Regions from separate parts of the Mus musculus genome. Here regions 2 and 3 are each linked to region 1. A link is a contact called in public Hi-C and HiChIP or PLAC-seq data. All regions are on one chromosome and are shown on one strand. Each heading gives the region's core, a stretch centred on a gene start, on an enhancer-like site or on the middle of the called end of the contact. The rest is flanking DNA. Distances are from core to core; before and after follow the strand shown.

The links. Hi-C and Micro-C count contacts between places; a contact is called where the count stands out from the background. HiChIP or PLAC-seq counts read pairs in DNA pulled down with a chosen protein or histone mark.
Region 2: an HNF4G HiChIP or PLAC-seq map of pancreatic cancer cells shows a contact between it and region 1. The contact joins the enhancer-like site here to the promoter of Mlycd in region 1. A contact is called at or near these places in 4 of 39 promoter capture datasets (the 3T3-L1 cell line, liver, maxillary cranial neural crest and 1 more) and 3 of 115 datasets of contacts at active chromatin or transcription factors (astrocytes, embryonic stem cells and pancreatic cancer cells).
Region 3: a contact with region 1 is called in a Hi-C map of cerebellum, with 3 times the contacts expected there. The contact joins the promoter of Cdh13 here to the promoter of Mlycd in region 1. A contact is called at or near these places in 2 of 39 promoter capture datasets (frontonasal cranial neural crest and hippocampal neurons), 7 of 484 Hi-C or Micro-C datasets (cerebellar granule neurons, cerebellum, cortical neurons and 2 more), 3 of 115 datasets of contacts at active chromatin or transcription factors (embryonic forebrain, forebrain and neural tube) and 1 of 9 other capture datasets (embryonic stem cells).

Annotation. Positions count from the first base shown.
Region 1 is chr8:119,392,935-119,396,923 of GRCm38.p6, forward strand. Mlycd (malonyl-CoA decarboxylase) reads left to right here and starts at 1,960. Exons shown (of 5, transcript NM_019966.3): 1 at 1,960-2,536. The coding sequence starts at 2,012.
Region 2 is chr8:117,740,667-117,744,655 of GRCm38.p6, forward strand. Hsd17b2 (hydroxysteroid (17-beta) dehydrogenase 2) reads left to right here. Exons shown (of 5, transcript NM_008290.2): 3 at 1,666-1,851. It overlaps Gm31774 (a long non-coding RNA gene), which reads right to left. Exons shown (of 4, transcript XR_003947600.1): 3 at 2,054-2,177; 4 at 1,809-1,889. Among named protein-coding and RNA genes, the nearest start is that of Gm31774, 5.8 kb to the right of the region's middle. Within about 2 kb of position 2,100, at least 26 of the 459 cell types and tissues checked have an H3K27ac peak or open chromatin away from gene starts, as enhancers often do. A contact at or near this core is called in pancreatic cancer cells, where this site is marked.
Region 3 is chr8:118,281,398-118,285,386 of GRCm38.p6, forward strand. It overlaps Cdh13 (cadherin 13), which reads left to right and starts at 2,214. Exons shown (of 14, transcript NM_019707.5): 1 at 2,214-2,501. The coding sequence starts at 2,457. The region is part of intron 2 of Gm51555 (a long non-coding RNA gene); the gene reads right to left.

The DNA.
Region 1 (3,989 bases), core at 710-3,209:
GCCTGAGTGTGTAAAAAGTGCTGTGTGGATCCTAGTGAGGTGTGACAGGAGCCACAGAAGCAGTGGGCCAGATAGAGGCTGAAATCGGTGACATTTGGATACTGCAGTGGAGGGCAGGGCAGGAGAGTTTTGGGGGTATTTTTGTTTTTCCGAGACAGGGTTTCTCTGTGTAGTCCCAGCTGTCCTGGAACCCACTCTGTAGACCAGGCTGGCCTGAACTCAGAAATCCACCTGCCTCTGCCTCCCAAGTGCTGGGATTAAAGGTGTGCGCCATCACACCCGGCTGGCAGGAGAGTTATAAGTCATGTGTTTGAGCTAGAAGAATAGACCTGGTGGCTTGCATTGTTCATGGTCCATAACCAGTGTCTGCTCTCGCATGATAGGCTGTTCCTGGATATCCTACCCACTATGGCAAACTCTTCCAAAAGGGCAGGTCCCAGCATCCACGGGCAGGCCTGAGGTGCTGTGGTACTAAAGACAGAGGCAGATGAAGAATGGAAGGGTACAGTTTATTGGAGAACTTACTCAAATGTATAGTCTTGGTAGACAGCAAAGCCAAACTGGATCCTACCACATGGGTCAGAAAGAGAGTCACAGACTCGAGTTAGGATAAAGTGACTTTCCCCCTAGCTGGAAGGCACGTGGTCCATCTTAAGTTCTTATCAAAGAGCCAGGTACAGGTTGGAGCCTGGATCCGGTTGTAAGGTCCCAGACGTCATTCTTGGGATTTGGTCTATCGATAGTTTGAAGAGAAACCATGCACCAAAAAATGAACTGTGGTTTCTCTAGGACAGTCACAACAGTCTGGATCCAAGATGACTGTCATCATATCAAGCTGAATCCATACAGAGCCTACTCTACCAGTCTGATTCCTTTTTGCAGTTATTTTAATGTGACTCCCTCCCTCAGATGGTAAACTGAAGGAGAATGAGCAGGGCTATTTCAAATGCAAGCCTAGGGTGGGCCTGGAACTCACCAAACAATTGAAAATCATTTCACTGAAAGAATGAATGAATGAATGAATGAATGAGGCCCAGCAAGGAAGCTGGTAGGGAAGAGATTCTTCCTATACCCATTTCCGGCATGACCAGACGGAAGCTCTAGGATGCAGCAGGAGGCATGGGCTGGGTCTCCAGCAGTTCTGTCTGGGTGGGATTCTTGACATGAGCCAGAGAGTACCTAGGGAGGGTCTGTTGGGAGAGACCCTGTTCTACTGTCCGCGGGTCGGGACAGGGTCAAAATGTCAAGTCAGAGAATTACTCTGAGAATTACATGCTTGGTGTGTACATGTGCATATACATTTCCTTGTACACACGTGTGGGGGTGCACGTATGTACATGTGTGGTTCTGGAAGCCAGAAGACACCTCGAGTGATGGCGCTACCCGCATACTTTTTGTTTGGTTGGTTTGGAGATAGGGTCTCTGGCTGACCTAGACTTACCTTGTTATCTGGACTGGCTGGCTCTTGTCCACCTCCCTGAGCTAGGACTACAAGCGTTTTCCCATGGGTTCTGGATATGAACTCAAGTTCTCAATCACTTTATCAAATGAGCCATCCCCATTCCTAGGAGACCTAGTCCAGCATGCAACCTTAAATTTCTCAGCTCCTCACCTACGCTAGATCCGAACCCTAGCACAGGAGGCTGCGTGCATAGCACGGTCCCGGGAAGAGCTGAGATGTCAAGCTCTCAGATCAAGAGAAGCGCGTGCGTAGTGGGGAAAGGGACTGAGGCGGTGACTCTCAGAACAGGTGTAAGGATGCAAGCCAAGAGGGCGAGTCAGGTGCCCCGGGGCTACCGGGTTCCGGGGACCTTTGGCTGCACTTGGCCTCCGGCCTGAGAAAGCCACCTCGCCCCTCCCCCGCCGTTCTACCCCCCGATTGGCCAATGTCTCCGTCCGCCGTCCGGCCTCGGCCAATGGGGCCGGCGAGAAACCGGAAGCCGGAGCCGGAAGCGAGGCAGAGGCCCGCTCTCCAGTGGCGTCTCCCGCTAGCAGCTGTCGCGGAGCTGTCATGCGAGGCCTCGGGCCAGGCTTGAGGGCTCGGCGCCTGCTCCCACTGCGGTCCCCGCCGCGGCCTCCGGGGCCCCGGGGACGTCGGCTGTGCGGCGGGCTCGCGGCCAGCGCCATGGACGAGCTGCTGCGGCGAGCCGTGCCCCCGACGCCGGCCTACGAGCTGCGCGAGAAGACGCCGGCGCCCGCCGAGGGCCAGTGCGCCGACTTCGTGAGCTTCTACGGCGGCCTGGCCGAGGCGTCCCAGCGCGCCGAGCTGCTCGGCCGCCTGGCTCAGGGCTTCGGCGTGGACCACGGCCAGGTGGCCGAGCAGAGCGCCGGGGTGCTGCAGCTGCGCCAGCAGGCGCGCGAGGCGGCCGTGCTGCTGCAGGCGGAGGACCGGTTGCGCTACGCGCTCGTGCCGCGGTATCGCGGCCTCTTCCATCACATCAGCAAGCTGGACGGCGGCGTGCGCTTCTTGGTGCAGCTGCGGGCCGATCTGCTGGAGGCGCAGGCCCTCAAGCTGGTGGAGGGGCCGCACGTCCGGGTAAGGCCCCGCCCGGGCCACCGCGACCCCGGGGCCGCCGCCCCCCGCCACCGCCCCGGGGCCCTGCCCACTTCCCACTCCCCACTCCCCAGACCCTTACCCATGCCCCTGCAGCCACCTCGCCGGCCTCAGATACCACGGTGCTTACTGCGTGGTTCGTAGCACTATCCTCGGGGGTCACTGTCGGGTGTGACACCCATTGCGCTTACTCCAAAATAGCTCTAGTTTTAACTGCGCTGTTCTTGAACAAGGATGGAACACGGCTTTGGGCAAAGTTTGGGCACCTCCCACGAACGTCCATCACCCTAACAGGTTACACGAAATGCACAAACATGGCCAAAAGTCAAGGTCACCACCGCCTGGGTCTCTAAAGCCTCCAGTCCTCTTTCTGCAATCTGACTTTGGACAAGAGATTTGATTCCAAACCCCCAGCCCCAGACGCAGTGATCCTAAGTTGACTTTTTAGTACCTGTGCTAGTCAGCAGCTTACCCAGCGATATCATGTAGCGTACAGATAACGGAGGTGTATATAGCTGAGACCCAAAGGATTGTCTAGCATAGCTGCCAGCCATTAATATTCAATAAAGAGGAGCATTGACCCTGAGTTCATACACAATGATATCACCATTTCAGAAGTCCCCAGTGTTCAAAGCCTCATCTGCTTTTTTCCTGACCTGCTTGAAACAGGCATGGCCATTTTTACTTCCATTCTGTCCTTTCGGTTGACACCTATCTCCTTTAGAGTGAAGGACATGACACGCTGAGGTGATGAGCTGTCCAAGACTTCAGATATACATCCCCTGATCCAGGCTCCTTTGCACTGCTATGTGCAGGTTTACAGACTTCTCATTTTGATTGCTTAACCCTTGGTGTAGTTAAGGGATTAATATGAGTCAGGGTCTCTCACTGAGACTTGAGACTCACCAGTTAGATTAGGTAAACTGCTCAGTAAGCCCCAGAAATATTCCTGTCCCATCTTCCCAATGCCAGCAAACAAAGTGTGTCACTAAATATAGTGGCCTTTCTTTTAAAGATTATATATACCAGTGTTCTGCTTGCCTGTATACAGATGCATGCAGTGCCTACCTAGGCCAGAAAAGTGTATCATATCCTCTGGAACTGGAATTACAGCCGGTTGAAAGCTGCCCTGTGGATGCTGGGACCCAAACCCAGTTCCTCTGCAAGACCAGTCAGTGCTCTTACTTTGAACAGTATCTCTGGCAACCTCCCACCCCACCCCCACCACTTTTAAATCACTAGTACCAGGGATCAAATTCAGGAAAGCTCCTAATTGACTGAGTTATTTCTTCAGCCCTGCACAGTCTCTTTTACAAGACAGACCATGTTTACAGCAGTTTTAGGATCACAGCAAACTGAAGTATAAGGTACAGACTACGCCCTACCCACAAGTCTCCTCTGCCTTATACAGGCACAGGCTCCCCATTATCAGCAC
Region 2 (3,989 bases), core at 850-3,349, 1.7 Mb before region 1:
CACACCCAATTGTGATGAGGCATGAAGCGATAAACAGGGGATTCTTCTTCAAAGGTCACTGCATCCACACCCAATACCAGTTTGGGCTGAGTCAGCCCTTCCATTCTTCATACCTGGATGTGTTGAGAATATACATGAATAGAAACTGTGTGAATATGATTATTGCCAGGGGTGGGGAGTTTATACTGATGTTGGGCAATGAGACTACATGTAGCACTGTGCAGGTGGAGGGTTTCTGATGTTGCTAGGTGTATTGTTTGGAGATGTGTGTGTGTGTGTGTGTCTGTGTGTAATATGTGCAGATAAAGAAACTAGGCTTCCAAGCTCATTGTTACAAGAGGGGAGGTGTAAATAACACAGAGCGAGTAGAATTTTCATGCTAAACTATCTCCTTTCTTGCCTGCCTTAGAACTACTGTACTCGTTCATTCCCGCCCTTTCCTTAAGGGACAGTTCCCAAGTGTACTCTTGACAGGGTTGAAACACTGCTCGTCTTTGGGTCCTTCTCTTCCCCAGCCACAGGTTGATCAAATAGGCTGGAAGAGCTGTCTGAGCCAGAAGATGCTAATGTACCCAGAGGGCTAGACAGTACTGCTGGGGGTAGGGGACGGTACAGAACTCCAGCATTACGTCTCTTGGAACTTGGAAAGGCAGATGCTCAAATCCCACTTCATGACCACTCAGAATTCCCAGTGGTTGGGCCAGGTGTATGTCTGAACCAGCTGTGCTGTGATTCTGTTGTTCATCAGGGCGACACACTGTCCTAGCCAGGAAGCAGGGCTCATGGTGTTAGGACATCACAGTCACCCAGCTGTTGAGACTTTGCTTCTTGTTGCTAGGCTTTTAGAGATGAGGAAAGGATGCAGGCATGTCATCCTGAAGTGTTAATGATGTCTTTCTATACTCCTTGGAGGAGGTACTAGGCAGTGGCCCTCAATCTTCCTAATGCCGAGACATTTTAATACTGTTCCTTGTGTTGTGGTGACTCCCTAACCATAAAATTACTTCAGTGCTACTTCATAACTGTAATTTGGCTACTGTTATGAATAATAAAGCAAAAAAAATCTGATATGCAGGATATCTGATGCACGGCCCCCGTGGGAGTCAAGACCCACAAGTTGAGAACTGCTGGTTTAAAACCTGGCACACTGTGGCACTATGACTCTCATCCTGAAGTCCCACTGGTTTCCATAAATAGTGACTATCCAGCTTCCTTCCTATAGGAAAGGGGCTACCAGGCAAGAGAAGGACTGGACTGCCAGTTCATCTCAGTGAATAATGGTAGCTGCAGGAAAGGCTAATGATCTGAGTGCAGTTAATACCATCCACAAGGTGGAAGGGCAGGATCAACTCCTATAAGATGTCCTCTGACCTGGACATACCTACCGTGACATGCATGCTCTTCTCTCCCACACAGAATAAACATACTTTAAAGGTACAGGATCTCTGAAATCATTGTTTAATACTATACACATTTGTTCTCTTCACGTTGCCCCACCATGGGGGTGGTTTGCGTACATAGGAAGAGACCAAGTTTGGAAAGTTTGTATTGTGCCTGAAATCTACTTTTAAAGAGGTTTGGTGGCTCCAGAACTCGATGTGTGAAGCTAGCCACATGTTCCAGCTTCTCCCATCCTCACAGATACTTTTTTTTTTCTGTCCCCAGGACTGTGGGCCGTGGTTAACAATGCCGGGGTCTTCCACTTACCTATCGACGGGGAACTCATACCCATGAGCATCTACAGAAAATGCATGGCCGTGAACTTCTTCGGAACTGTCGAGGTCACCAAGGCGTTTCTGCCTCTACTTAGAAAGTCCAAGGGGAGGCTGGTGAACGTCAGCAGCATGGGAGGCAAGTCAACGTGTTGGCACGCAGCCACTGGGCACCTGCTACAAGACATGTACTGCATTCTTTTCGGACTACCCAAGAGAGCAAGGGGCACAAAAGCAGGGCTGGGTTGCAGTGAGTCAGCCTATGTATTCAGAGTCAGCTGACCTTCCTCTCCTTTCAAATTCTCTCATGCGAAAGCTCTTCTCCACTTTCTGTTAATTACCGTGTTCATCACTGGAGAGTTTCCAACACGTAGGACAGCTAGGTTCACAGTCCAGGTCACTGGGTGCTGTGGGAAGCCTGTCTTTGGCCCTCTCTGAGCATAGCACACTGCTATTTCCTGTAAGCTGAAAGAATGAAGAATGTCTCTCTGTGTGCGCCCTGGGTACCCTGAGTCCATCCACTAGGGTTGAACCAGATGTTGTCCTTGCCTTTCTTGGTTGGGTCCAAGATGTGTCAACAACCCAGCCGTCTCGTTTTCCATAAGCAACAGCCTCTGACCGGGCCATCACGCCTTGCCCTCTCTCATAGACATTTTTTTACCAGGAGTTCCCCAGGCCTACCTCAGCTTTGGGAGAGTTTCTGGAGTTCTTTCTCGGGTTTCTGCATGGATAAGAAGGAAATCTAAAGGGACTGGGCTCTGGACTCCCAGATCCTTCCTCCTGAGATTGGTGCTAAGTCAAGTTTGTAAAAGGAAAAGGTGCAGCTAGGTTTCTGATACTGGTGTGTGTGTGTGTGTGTGTGTGTGTGTCTGTGTGTGTGCCTGTGTGTGTGTCTGTGTGTGTGTAGGTGTCTGTGTGTGTGTGTCTGTGTGTGTATCTGTGTCTGTGTGTGTCTGTGTGTGTGTGTGTGTGTGTCTGTGTGTGTGTGCGTGCATACACGTGCAAACTCATGTGTGTACAAATAAAATAGGGGCTGGAGGTATTTTCCACCTTTTTGGGGGGTGGGCAACAGGATTTGTCATTGAACCTGGAGCTCACTGACTTAGCTAGACTGGCCAGCTAACAAACTCTGAGGATCTCTTTTGCCTTTACCTTCCTAGCACTGAGGGATGTGCTATCATTCTCCTCCCCCCCCACACCCCCCCCTTTTTTTAAAGTTGAGGGGGCTGGGTTTGAACTTGGATCTTCATGCTTGCACAGTGAGCACTTTCGCGGCTAAGCCATTTGCCCAGCCCGACACAACAGGCAACACTTGACCTTCGTCTTCATTCTGAACAACTTGGCCTTTATAGCTGCAGACCCTTTGGGAACCTCATCCCTCCCAGTCCCAGGGCGCTCTCTGCGTTCCTGATGTGGCTGACCGCAGCCCAGTCCCAGGGCGCTCTCTGCGTTCCTGATGTGGCTGACCGTAGCTCTCTCCTTGGCACACTGACGGGCCTGCGTTTCTCTTTCCTGTCTCCATTCTTGCTTCAGGCAGTCCCTTCATTCATAAGAGTTTAAGTGCTCTCTAACACCTCGCATGTGCTGTACACCCAGTACCAGGCAGGAAGTAGCATCCATACACAAGGTGAACAAATACAGTCATGCCTTGTGGCGCCTGCCCGCATCCTTCCACCAGAGAGGCTGAGGAAGGAGCATAATGAGCTCATCTGGAACTTAATTGCCTCTACAGTCAGCTTGGGTACCATAATGGTTCAAGATCAAAACAAAGGCCTGGGGAGGTGGGCTTAGTCTGTCAAATGCTTGTCATACGGTCATGAAGACATAAGGTCAATCCTCAGAATCTACATGAAAGAGCCAGGTGTGGTGGCATTGCCCTTATTACCCCAGCACTGGGGAGGAGGCAGATGGAACCCCAGGGCTTGTTGGACAGCTAGCACACTCTACTTGATGAGTTCCAGGCCAGGGAGAAATCTTGTCTCTTGCGCGTGTGCGCGCGCACACACACACACACACACACAGACACACACATACACACACACAGAGACACACAGAGACACACAGACACACACACAGACACACACACACAGACACACACACTGACACACACACACACACACACAGACACACACACACAGACACACACACTGACACACACACAGACACACACACAGGCACACACACACACAGACACATACACACACAGACACACACACACACACACAGACACACACACACACACACACACATGTTATTGACCTGAGGAATGACACTTGA
Region 3 (3,989 bases), core at 964-3,463, 1.1 Mb before region 1:
AAGGCAGGACACCAACTGTCGTTAAGGGTATCTAGGACCCTCCCTACTCAATGAGTGGCCTCCCTGGGCAAGGCTGTTGTTATGAAGATAAGGGAAGACCTTTCGATTCTACCAGTGCACTGTTACCTTGATTACCCATCCTCTGAGCTGAGCTGTCCCCTCTTCCTGTCTCCTTGTCTATATTTGCTAACCTCTGGTCTCAGGGTAGCTGGCCTCTGGTTGACCAGATGACGGTTTTCCTGGAATAGAGACTAATAGAGAGATTTCAGATATCCTTATTTGGATCTCTGTAGACTCCAAGCTTGTCTGCTATCTCTGAGCAGCAATGTGGGGGACGGATTTCTGTACACATGGCTCTCACACTGTCCTCTTTATGGAATGCCATCTACTACAGGACATGTTTATGAAATTCTCAGGGCAGGTGGCGCTATTTAGGCGATCAGATGAGAACGGATGAGGCAGTGGTTTCCTCAATATCGTCTGTGGGCTCTCCGGATGGCATTGCTATCTGTAATGTGTGTAGTTGGCTAAAACAACCAAGCACCAGACATGAAAGCATTGTCACGAAGGCCCTTGGGGGGTGGGGGTGGGGGAGAATCACATGCAGTGACCTTATGGCCAAGGCGCAGACAAGGGAGGAATTTTAGAAAGCATGTCAGTTTGAGTGGGTGAGGTGCTCATTCAACGAGGTGCCGCTGAATCCGCAGTGTGACCTTAGGAGTTTTAGCCAGGAGACAAATGGAGACTCAAAGTCTGGGCAACTTGCTCTGAATAAAGAGCTGGGGTGTCAGCAGGCTAGTTCAGTTCCAGACTCTAGGGTCCTCCTTACCGTCTGCTAGTTCTTGATTGACTTAGCTATCTGCTCTTTGATACATACCAATCACTGTCTCATCATCCCAGGCCCTGTGCTGGCAGTTGAAATATTTCCCAAACCCACTGGCCTATTGCTCAGTGTCTCGCTGTGACAGATGCCACGTGATATATTGATACCAGTATTGAATGTAACTTATACACATTTTCTTTACTTTCTTTCTTTTTTTTCATTTATATATTTTTTTTTTTTGTTTTTTTGTTTTTGTTTTTGTTTTGTTTGGTTTGGTTTGGTTTGGTTTTTTTGAGTCAGGGTTTCTCTGTGTAGTCATGGCGGTCCTGGAACTCACTCTGTAGACCAGGCTGGCCTGGAACTCAAAAATCTGCCTGCCTCTGCCTCCCAAGTGCTGGGATTAAAGGCATGCGCCACCACTGCCCGGCTACTTATACACATTTTCTACAACAAAAATGGCATTCATTTTCTTTTTCATATTGCTTTGGCTACTAGGAAGCTCATTTGTCCAAATCACAGCAACTCGGTTGTAGTTGGAAGTTAGCGTTTTAGTTTTATAAACTTTTTTTGCGGTCCAAGTTTTCTATCTCAGATGGATAAATGCCTTTTATTGTAAAACCCATAAGTCCTCTCAGGAAGAAAGCTGCACGAAAATAAGGACTTTCCTGCCTTAGCTTTAGATCTCTTCGAGGGAAGAACCGCCTTATGTGTCCCTGTTTCTCTAATCTCCAACACTCCCCAACTCTAGGACTCCTTGAGCCATGGCTAGCACTGTTTCGAGCCCTTGGGAATAGCTCAGGGACTCTGAAAGGTCACATCCAAAGGGGGAAAAACAGAATTTTCTCAAGCCATGACTCACTCTGGCTTTGGTTCACGCTTGTGGAGTGTCGGCCAGTCCCACCCTCACCTGAGCAGTTAATAAAATCTATTGCTCCTTGATGGATTTTTCCTGCAAGCTAGAATTGATCTGTCCACTCTGTGATTTGTGGTGATGGCAGAAAAACACCAAACACCACCGGTGGCTGAGCCACTTTGGGGGCCGATGGGGGCGGGGGGGGGGTGAGGGGGAGAGGGCGAACGAAAAACAAAGCCAAAGAAATCTACCAGCAAGACTCTTAGGGCATAGAGGGCTGCGGCTGCGGGGGTCATTTTATGTGATTTATTGGGAATAAAGTGGATCTTATTAACATTTTAATAAAGAGAATCTTTTTTCGCAATGTGTTAGAAGTGGCTGCCGGTCCCGGGTGCAATTCCAGTTCCTAGGGAAAGTGGAATCAGTTGGCATTGCCCAGCCTGATTTGTGAGGCTGGGCACCAGGAGTCAAAAAAAAAAAAAAAAAAAAAGCCAACGTGCCGCCTCCTTGCTCGGAGGGGGCTCTCCCTGCGAGGTGCTCGCCCCTATCTGCCATGCAAAACGAGGGAGCGTTATGAAGGAATCCGTCTTGTAAAGCCATTGGTCCTGGTCATCAGCCGCTACCCAATGCTTTCGCGATGCTGCCGCTGATCTATTTGGGAAGTTGGCTGGCTGGCGAGGCAGAGCCTCTCCTCAAAGGCTGGCTCCCACGGAAAATATGCTCAGTGCAGCCGCGTGTGTGAATGCAAACGCCGCCAGGCGCTTCTTCTAGTCGGGCAAGATGCAGCCGAGAACTCCGCTCACCCTGTGCGTCCTGCTGTCCCAGGTAGGGAATGTGAGCCGCAGTCAGCGCGCTCCCACCAGCTTTCTGCATTCAGATCGCCCTGCTTGGTGATGGCCAGAAGCAATCGGAGGGACGCGGGGCTTCTGCTAGCCGCCGTGCAGATATACCCGGCTAGCTCAGATGCGAGGTCACCCTCAGCTCCGATCCTAGAGGAGCCTGGCTCCTCTTGCCGGCTAGTGTGTGTGTGTGTGTGTGTGTGTGTGTGTGTGTGTGTGTGCGCGTGTAAGCTCATTCTAGGGAAGACAGAGCCTTTTTGCAAGCAAAGCGACATCCTGGCTGACATCAAGTAGGGTAACTTTGGTTCGCCTCCTCCCGAGGTTCGTGCATCGGATACACACTCCTTTCGAGGCGACTCCTAGGGATTGTGCTTGCCCCGTAGCCCAGTGCCTTAGCCGGGAGGAGGGGGGGCGGGAAGAGCCATTCGGTTCAGCCGGCAGCCGGGCTGGGAGAGGCCGGAGCTGGCATCACTGACTTCCCGGGGCGCTCGTCCTCTCTTCGCCCAGCTCGGCTGGCGAGCTGCAAGGCGCCTCCCGCCAGCGGATCTCCGCAGCCCGGCTGCTGCTGTCTTTCAAAGCAAGGCGCCCGCCGCTCCGGCTTTGGGGTCTTCCGGCTCTCCAGCTCCGGGCTGAAAGGGGCCTGAGCACGATCCCCGGTCTCCTCTGCATAGCGCAGGCCCACTACCCCCAGCCCCTTGGGCCCCCATTGTCCAGACAGCTGGAGCTCCTGCCCGAGCCCAGGCTGCAGCCTCTGTTGTCTTCCCCGGGCGGGCGGGTGGCGCTGAGCACAAGGAAAAGTTCAAGCCTCCTCACCAGGCTGCAGCTGCCTGGCAGATAACCCTCCAGATCCTTGCGGTGCCAGGGCAAGGTTGGGAGAGCAGGAGAGGCATGTTGGGGCTCTCCTCAGCCCGGCTGAAGCTCGGAGATCCCTGGAAGTTTGGGTGTAGGAAAGCAACACTTAGGGGACAGGCCAGAGGCACTGGAGGCTGAGGAGGCACGCCCAGTCCTCCTCTAAGGACTGAAGCTCCAGGAAGCATGCTGGCATACTGGCTCGGTCCCTCCTTGTCCTTTTAGGCAGCCTCTGGGAACTAGAACTGGCAGTCTACAAGTGGGTAGTTGCAGAAGTGCAGGGCCATGCAGAGAGAATGGGGGGGGGGGGTGCGGGAATGCCTGAGGCATGGGTGTTGAGTTTTCTGGGCAGGATTCTTGGGTTCCAGTGGAAGAGGCACGGGGTTGTACATGAAGTGGGAAACTGGAGATGAAGTCAGGGTTCGGTAGGAAGCCTTCTAAGGGGAGATGGCTGCTGGAGAGGAGCTGGCACCCCAGAAATGCAATGACCATAGAAATGACCCAAGGGTGTGTGTGTGAGTGTGTGACCCTGCCAGGACCCTGGGTGACAGAGTAGTAAGATGCTTTCTGCTGGGCAGGCTCTCCTGTCCTGAGTTCTGACATCTCTGTCAGTGGACACACAGTC